Regions from separate parts of the Gossypium hirsutum genome. Here all the other regions are linked to region 3. Evidence: chromatin contacts called from public Hi-C data. All regions are on one chromosome and are shown on one strand. Each heading gives the region's core, a stretch centred on a gene start, on an enhancer-like site or on the middle of the called end of the contact. The rest is flanking DNA. Distances are from core to core; before and after follow the strand shown. Region 1 holds the start of LOC107952934. Region 2 holds the start of LOC107952931 (NAD-dependent malic enzyme 2, mitochondrial). Region 3 holds the start of LOC107952922.

What was found. Hi-C and Micro-C count contacts between places; a contact is called where the count stands out from the background.
Region 1: a Hi-C map of leaf shows a contact between it and region 3, with 2.3 times the contacts expected there. The contact joins the promoter of LOC107952934 here to the promoter of LOC107952922 in region 3. A contact is called at or near these places in 2 of 34 Hi-C or Micro-C datasets (callus and leaf).
Region 2: a Hi-C map of leaf shows a contact between it and region 3, with 2.2 times the contacts expected there. The contact joins the promoter of LOC107952931 here to the promoter of LOC107952922 in region 3. A contact is called at or near these places in 2 of 34 Hi-C or Micro-C datasets (hypocotyl and leaf).

The regions. Positions count from the first base shown.
Region 1 is chrA07:33,933,612-33,936,643 of Gossypium_hirsutum_v2.1, reverse strand. It overlaps LOC107952934, which reads left to right and starts at 1,477. Exons shown (of 2, transcript XM_016888140.2): 1 at 1,477-1,799. The coding sequence starts at 1,626.
Region 2 is chrA07:33,746,599-33,749,738 of Gossypium_hirsutum_v2.1, reverse strand. It overlaps LOC107952931 (NAD-dependent malic enzyme 2, mitochondrial), which reads left to right and starts at 1,870. Exons shown (of 20, transcript XR_001698993.2): 1 at 1,870-2,375; 2 at 2,565-2,661; 3 at 2,811-2,929; 4 at 3,024-3,140.
Region 3 is chrA07:33,464,615-33,467,747 of Gossypium_hirsutum_v2.1, reverse strand. LOC107952922 reads right to left here and starts at 1,570. Exons shown (of 15, transcript XM_041118011.1): 1 at 1,552-1,570; 2 at 868-946; 3 at 732-785; 4 at 445-646; 5 at 284-358; 6 at 49-150. The coding sequence starts at 779.

The sequences.
Region 1 (3,032 bases), core at 228-2,727, 470 kb before region 3:
AGGTGTAACACATTTAGTACTTAAACTTGACACTTTTTCTTAATTTGGTACCTAAATTTCTTTTCTTTTTTCTTTTTGGTCCAATTCAATATTTGGACTTGACATTTTTTTCCTAATTTGGTACCTAAGCTTTTTTCTCAATTTGTACCTAAACTTGTCAAACATTATACAAATTGCTCCAATATGCTAATAATGTTTTTTTTATAAGGTAGCAAAAATAACCAGTGTATGATTGACATGTGACAGATGACATGATTTTGTTCTAAATGTTCATTTACATTTAGTTCAATTTATTTAATTTATTTTAATGTTTTAATTTAACATAATGAATTTATTTTATTTTGGGGGGTTTTAAAACTCTTATTTTTCTTCTTCAATATTCATTTGTTAAGCATAACTCAAAGTAGCTTTTTTAACACAAATTTCCTCTATTTTTGATAATATTTTTATAGAATTGAGGGCTTTATAAAGATCAAGTCTCTTGAATCATTTCTGCCATTAACAGTCAAATTATTCTATGTCTTTATGAAAAGTAAAATTTTAATGAAACAAAGAAAACTCCAGATAAATGTAATAGTTCCTACCATTAAATTTCATGTCATTTGCTACATGTTGGTTATACACTAGCTACTTTTTTCCCCTTATAAAAATTGATACAATTAGTGTTTTGGATAATTTGTATAATATTTGATTAGTTCAAATACCAAATTGGACAAAAAAAAATTTAGGTATCAAACCAAGAAAAAATGTCAAGTTTGGGTACTAAAGGTTAGATTAAGCCTTATCTTATTCATAAATAATAAAAGGTTAATATACTGTTTGATACATAAATTTAGCTTCAATGTTCAATTCGGTATTTGAGTTTTTTGTCCCAATTTGGTACTTAAGTTTGACTTCAAAGTTCACTTTGGTACTTGAGTTTTTCTTTGTCCCATTTAAGTACCTAAGTTTGGTTTCAGTGTTTAATTAGGTGCTTGAGCTTTATTTTTTTGTCCTAATTAAGTACCCGTGTTTTTTTTTTACTAAAGTATACGTGTCAAACATTCATTGGGTTGTTTGGTCTAGGTACCAAATTGAAACAAAAATCTTAGATTTCAAATTAAATATTGAAACCAATCTCAAGTACCAAATAATATATTACCCCAATAATATAATATCTATACATTTGAGCATTCTCAAATTAAAATACTTTGAAATTTGAAATCAATTCAAAATTTAAGCATGGTGACAATGCAATTAACCCTAAAAAGAATTTATAATGCTTAAAGCCAGGTCCTTATGAGGTCCGTAAATCCCCAAAACCTGGCCTGCTTCCAGCCATGGGCTCGTACAGTTGTGAAAAGGCGAAAAGTTGGTCGACAAGCACAACAAAATACCGAAGCCCATTTACAAGCACAATGTCTCTATTTGCGAACCAGACTCAGCTGATCCTCGATCCTGGACCTTCCATTTGCCTCAGGTAACCCAAATATTCGTTCCTCTTTCGCTCTCAATCCTCGCCACTAAATTTTACTTCTTAAATTTCATTTTCTTTTGAAATATTTCAATCTTCTTACTGATCTAATTGCTTTACCGGTTAGACTTGTAAGAGTTTTCGATAGATCCGTCGAGTAAATTAAGAAAAAATGGGAGGAGCAGAACATGGAGGGCATGGAGCAGAGGATTTCAGGACGAAGGTGTGGAGCATGTCTGGTGGCCCATATTGCCGGCCCAAGCACTGGCGTCGCAATACTGCGATTGCTATGTTCGGCGTTTTCCTCATTTGTATCCCGATCGCCATGAAATCCGCCGAGCTCGAGGTGCTTAAGTCCCCATCTTTCCTCACTTTATTACTGTTTTTGATTGCTATTTAGAACGTATATTGCCCTAATTATATGAATTGCTAACTGCTAAGTGCTAAGTCTAGGTTTAACCCTTTTGAAAATCTAAAGATTTCGAACAATATAAAGTATTCATGCTAAGATTTCTGTTATGCATTTGCTGGATCCTAATGGAAATTGTATTATAGTTGGTCAGTACTAGTAGAGTCTTAATGCATATCATTTGGAATTAGATAGAAGGGATTGGTAAGGTGAGGCCTTAAATTAAATAGTTCGGTTTTAGTTTGTTTTGATATAAATGTTGGTTGAAGGTGAAACTTGAAATTTTATAAATAAATGAAGAGTAATTACTTACTATTCAGATACTTAGTTGAATGTTAGCTAGGTGTATATCACGGTCCTCTAATTATTATTTTCTACACTGTAGTCACAAAGCAAATGCTTTAGAAAGTTTTGAAGTCCATAAAAATTGCTGTCAGTTTCATAATAACCCATCAATGTTGTGCAAAAAATTGTTTTCCTTAGTAGCTGCTGGCTGCGTACTTTTATTCATAATGATGCAAGATTGCGGTTTGTTATTTTCTCAACTGGTAACTTGTAGTTTATTTCCTCTGTGGCATATATTCCCTGATCTTGTACGGGCAATATTGCAATGTTAGGATGTCAATTATCGTTCGCTACATGTTGAAGTGTCACTTCATCAAATGATTGAAAAGCCTGTAACCACGTCTTATCTCCTTTAAGCGGCCGCAATTTCATTATATCCGTGCTATGCTAAATTCTATTATTTCTAGTGGCATCTAGCTTTGCACTTATTCATTATTGAATCCCAATCTTCAAATGTTTGCCATTTTATGTAATAATCTAAGATTGCAGCTTCTTATTTTCTCATCTGTAAACTTGAAGTTGAATTCCTCCATAGCATTTACTCTCTAATCTTGTACTGGCAATACACCAATGTTAGAACTTAGAAGGCCTACTGTCCATCTTCATTCCGAGATGGTCAATTTATCATTCGCTAAATGTCACATTGTCACTTCATCCAATGATTGAAGCCTACCTCATTTTTATTGTTTTTATATGCATTTCTTATCTCCTTAAGTGGCTGCAGTTTCATTGTAACCCATTGATGCTATGCAAAATTCTACTTTCTCTAGTAGCTGCTAGCTTTGTACTTATTCATTATTGAATGCCGATCTTCTATTTACCAGT
Region 2 (3,140 bases), core at 621-3,120, 280 kb before region 3:
GACCGTGTGTGACACACAGCCTGGTAACATGGGCATGTGGTAAGGCCATGTGTCCCTTGCACCTTAATTTTAAGAAATAGAATGCTGAGAATTGAGCACATGGGCAGGGGCACGGGCGTGTGTCTCAGCCGTGTGTGCCATACGACCTAGAACACGGGCATGTGTCTTGGCCGTATGAAACCTGCACCAAATTTTGAATTGAATTAATTAACCACACGACCTAACACACAGACGTGTGGCATGGCCGTGTGCACAAGTCAGAGAGTTACACGGGGTCGAACATGGCCTGCAACACAAGCGTGTCCCAAGGTCACACAGGCGTGTCCCTTGGACCACACGGGCGTATGAGCCTTACACCTTAGAAAATTTTCAATAATGTCGTGAAAAATTTTATGAGTTTCTAATTAAGTTCCAACTTGATTCTAATGCTCGTATTGGGCCTCGAGGGTCCAATTAAGGGACGTTTTGAATGATCTCGATAAATGAATAGTAATTTACATGAATTATTTGTAAAATATTTTGAAAGTTCTGGTAATACTTCGAAACCCTGTTCTAACGACGGATAGGGGTTAGAGGTGTTACACGAACCACTTCAAATGCATGTTTAAGGCCTCGTAGGCTCGTATTAGGGACAATGCGATTGATGTTGAATGACGATTGCATGAAATTGAATAATGTATGTGAAATGTTTGTTTATTTGTGTTATAAGTCCGGTAATGCTCCATAATTCTATTCCGGCGTTAAATACAGGTGAGGGGTGTTACACAAACCGACTTAATTTAGAAAAATTTTAAACTTATGTTGTTACAATAAATTATTTTCTTAACCAGATTTTCCAACAGAGGCGTGCCCAAAATTTTTATATACAAATTTCGAGTCAAAAATGGACTTGAAAAATTTGGAGACAATTTATTTATAAACTTTGAAAAGAAGTTTTGATTACAAAGAGAACTCCTTTAATTATTTTCTACGGTTGAGCTTTGATCCAAAGTTGTCAAAACTTGATTACAAAGGATGTAGTTTGCTTCAAGTGCCATTATGACGTGCTCTTGAAATGGATTTGAACCTACTTTTTTCAGTTGAATTGGATCGAAAGGTGACTTTCTTTATAAACAACTTTTGACTTCCTCTAATTGGTTGAACTAGATCAGAAGGTGGCTTTTGTTTAAAATTGATACGACACTCTTTTGAATTTTTTTCAAGTTCTTTGGTTTCTTTAAAGATCTTCTAGACTTTTTAACTTGTGTGTGTGAAATGGATAGGACTTGACCCCTTTTATAGTACCAATTCTTTAAGTAAAATAGAATTCTTTTGGAATGTAAACTCTTGATTTGAAGTGTTCTACAAAAATTAAACTCTTTAATTTAATATTTATCTCTTATCAATTTAATTAATTATAGATAAAATAATCATTTAATATTGTCACTTAATTATTTTAATATATATTTTTATTATTTATTTATTAATTTAAATTAATTAAAAAATAATTATGATATAATATATGATGACATCATTTTTATTCATAATAATTTCAATTTAAAGAATGATATGTTTTGTAATTAATTCAAAAAATTTCATCTACAAAACCATCACGAAAACATTGATGAAAAGAAATAAGTGCTTGAGATTATGAGTAAGTTAAATTAAAATAAAGTAAGAATACTTTTATGATATAATTTATCAAAAAGTTATATCTTTCAAATGTACAACAGCAAAATAATAGTTTTACACGTGGCAAAGATCAAAAGGGAAAGTTCCTAAGACACACTGAAAGCATCAAATCATTATTATCTTCCCAAATATACCCTCGTTGCCCGTGGGCAACCAATCCCCTTCAAATTTCAATCACTATCGCCCATCCACTGACCAAACCACATTCTCTTCGCTGCCCGCACGTCCCGGGCATCTTCAGACACTTTCTTTCCCAAACATCTTCAACTGTTTTGCCCCTTTCAGACGTATTTAATACTACCGTAGACCAGCGAAAATCGTCAACAATGACAATAAATAAATAAATTAAAGTTAATTCCTTTAAGCTTTTTTACTATATATTGAAACCAAACGCACGTTTTCACACCAATTCTACCAGTCCTTCGTGTTCTTTTTTTCCTAAAATATTTGCGGCAACATGTTAAGACAGTAGTACTACCACTAAGAGCGGCTGTTGTGTTTTTAACTGAAGTTGTGTTGTTGTCTCCTTTTTACTCAGTGGTGGTCTTCGATCTGGAAATCTAGGGCACGGAATGTGGAACCTGACGCGATTTGCATCGTCGAGGTTGAGCCGCACACGACGGTTGTTCTCGTCGGTGATTCCTGGTCCTTGTATTGTTCACAAGCGTGGAACAGATATTCTTCATGATCCTTGGTTTAATAAGGTTGGCTTAGTTTTCTTACTATGATATTTGACTAACCTGTTTGCACTTTGAAGTAGTGATTTTTCTGCTTACTGAGAATGAATTTTATTTAGACTCGGAAATTTATTTTTTTAGATCGTGCTTTTGAAACGTAAGCTCCGGATTACCGTCGATACGAAAACGTTTGACTTTTTTTCCCCTTAAGTGCAGGATACTGGCTTTCCCTTAACAGAAAGAGATCGACTTGGGCTCCGTGGTCTCCTTCCGCCACGTGTGATATCATTCGAACAGCAATATGATCGTTTCTGTAAGTTTGTTTTCCAAATTAGGTATATTATATGTATAACTTACTAAAATCGTATGGTTGTGTATTTGCCTTTTAGGAGATTTTTACCAAGTTGTTGATCTTGGTCTCTAACAATAGCCTTCATTTTGACTGTGTTTTTTAATTGGTAGTGGAATCATATCACTCCTTGGAAAAAAATACTAAGGGCCAACCTGATAGTGTTGTTGCATTAGCCAAATGGAGGATCTTAAATAGATTGCATGACAGGAATGAAACACTATACTACAGAGTAAGTTGGTTGATTGTTTCAATTTATGGCATTTACACAAATTTTTTTACTTCTCATATCATTTAAAGTTTTTCTGCTTTGCTTTTTGCTTCAGGTCCTTATGGACAACATCAAAGATTTTGCACCTATAATTTATACGCCGACTGTGGGGCTAGTATGTCAAAACTACTCTGGATTGTTTAGACGCCCACGTGGTATGTATTTCAGTGCG
Region 3 (3,133 bases), core at 321-2,820:
CATACATGATTAACTTAAATTTAAAAGGGGCTAACTTGATGAGCATACCCGATTCATTAACAAAGACCTCATGAGCCACAGCAACAGACAAACGAATCCCAAGGCTGCTGGCAACTTCTAAAACCTTTTCTCGAGCACTGACCGGATCCACTATCCAGGAAAGAATCAATATGCTCAGTATGAAAAGAAAAGATCAAACACAACTTTGAACATCAGCACAAAGCATTTGGTGAAATTTGGCAGACAACTCAAAATTTGAAACGATGTTTTCAAATTCTCATACTTGCACCCATGTTGGTAATTATACAAGTTCCTCTATCCACAGCCAAAGGTAGTAGCAGAGACATCCATTCTGAAACTGGAAATTAAACATTTTAGAGAAAACCCAAAAATAAAACATAAATAAGCTTGAATTCAAAACAATTGAAAGCAACATAAACATACTATTAGAATCATAGCCATCACCGCCGGACGCCATAGCCTGGTATCGTTCTGCAAGAGTACGTTCTGCTAAACATTCAAGAACAATATAATTCAGCTCTTTGACTCTGTTAAGCAATTTTTTAGCTGCCATTGGCCGGTCACCACCGAACCCAGCTCCACAGCCAATATAAACTTTGTCTTTTCTTCTTTGAGGATTGATTCTCTGCAGTTTAACATACAACAATTCAATTCAGCCTCCGGAAACTACCTTGGATACTTGTTTCTAAAAACTGATAAATTAAGCTAACCGGCTTGATCAGGCAGTCATGAATTTCTTCGTAGGTCTGTTTTTCCATTGATATCTGTTGAAGATTCAGAAAACAAAACGAAGTTCACACCAAAAGCTACGCTATTATTGATTTACTGATGAATTCAGAAATTTACCTTAGATTCAAAGTAAAAGAGTTGAGAAATTGTCTCGCCGCCGAGTTTTCTTCTCCGCAATCTAAATTATAGCTCTCCCCTGTAATTAAACCGATCAGTTGCTTGATTAGAATCTGAAAAACGAAGTCTGGGTTCTTAATAATTATGATGATAACTAAATAAATACAATAAGATCAGGCAGGCAGGCAAGCTGGCAGGGCAGCGTCCTAAAATGGAAAATTTTTAAATTAATAAAAATAAAATTAACATTTAAAAATATTAAAAATTTAATTTAATTTTTAAAATTATAAATATATAAATTATTAAAATTATATTTTTGCTATCATAAAAATTATAATTTAACTTCTTGTTTTGAATTCGTCACTGAGATGAGGGTCGAGAAATTATTTACAACTAGAAGCCAAAATTGACACATTATCGGAGGGTCCCGCTTTGAACTTTGTTTTGGTGGTAGTAGATGGTTACTTATCCTTTGACCCGGATGAAACACGCGCCGCCTGTTTTCTTCTATTTCTCGGCTAGAAAATCCCAGTTAGAGAGTTCAATTAGTAATGTTGCATTGGTTTCATTTAACTTTTCTTTTAGTTGAAAAAGGTTTCTTTTGGACTTTCCGTCACTAATGCCTTGGAGGTAAGTTATGTTAACAAATCTACATGCAGAAAAGAGGGAAAACGACTTGCTTACTGTTATGGATTCAGCTCATTTACTGGGTGAGGGAGGAAACAGATATAATAAACGAAGAAGGTAGATTGCTGAGTGCCAAGCGGCTAGCTGGGTTCATCAATATTCTCTCCTACTAAGAAGCTATATATAGAAACCTCACCTCACTTTGCTCGAGTAGAGACTTTGTTAATGGTCCACCTGGTCAAATTCCGTTCCTTTAATAAGAGTCAGTTTAACATTATTTTTAAAAAATATTTTTATCTTGAAAATATTTATTAAGATAAAAGCATTTTTAATTTATTTTTTTAGCTAAATACTTTTTTTAGCTAAAAATAAAAATAAAAAACTTTAGCTTTTATTTAAAAATGCTTTTTGACTCAAAAACATTTTTAATAAGCAATGTTAAAAAGGTCTAAGTGTAAAATTTTCATAAAATCTCCTAGTAAGACTTATTGATTTATCATTATATAAATTTTAAAAATTCAACGATGTAACATATGACTCATGAGATACATACCAGGTACTAAAATTGATATTGCTAAGTGTGTATGATGGATGATAATAAAATAAAAATTCGAATTAGTACAAATATATAAAATTAATCCAAATATTATACAATTTTACAAAAATAGAGTAAACATGGTTCCTTCTTGTGTAACTATTTTCAAGGATTTTTATGATAGCGGATTTGGGCAACCGTGGCTCACTATATGTTGAGTATTGTTGAAGATACTCTCTAAAAGCACCAAAGCCATTCCCTACCACCAGCAACCGTACGGATGAATAGGGTATCTCAATTCTTGACCGGAATTTTTAAGCACAGTGATTTATTTAAATAATTATTTTTAATTAGAATATAAACTCTATTTTAAAGTGACCAAAAGTATAATTTAAGGAAAAAAAACATAAAAATGCAGCTATCCAGATTAAACAATTAACTCAAAATAAAATTAAAATTAAGTTAAAAAGTCTTAAGTGAAAATAAATTTAAGGCTTTTTTTCGCGAGCAAGTCATGCCTTTTGTGCATGTTTGGGATTGCTTTGTTAATTTTTTCTAATTGATTTTCTTCTTTTCGGGAGCATGCCTTTGTGCATGCTTAGTACTGCTTTGTCAATTTATCCTCATTGTTTGCTTTTATCTTATTATGTTGTTTTATTGTTTTGTTTGTTATGGAGTCAGACTTTCAGATCCTTCCCTTGAAGGAAAAAGAAGAAGCCAAACTGGTGATTAACGTGGAAAATGTGTTGGAGGATGACATCAACTATGATCTTTCTTTCTTTTTTTTTGGCAAAGTTTTGGGGAATAGTTCACTAATTTTGCTGCGATAGGCATACTCTATTATTTAACCTATTGGTTTGGGGACCTTTATCTTATTAAGTTCTATCATTTTGTAGATCTTAAAAAGATGATTTCAAGAGGTCCATGATTGTTTAGTAATTGTTTATTACTTATCTATCAGTTAGCTAAGGGTGAGAACCCTGAAAATATTGAGTTTTCATTTGTCAATTTTTGGGTCCAAGTTCATAACTTGCCCCCAAGGTTAGCATCTATTAATCTTGCTAAAAGCCTAAGAGGTCTTATAGGAACTTCTCTAAACTATGA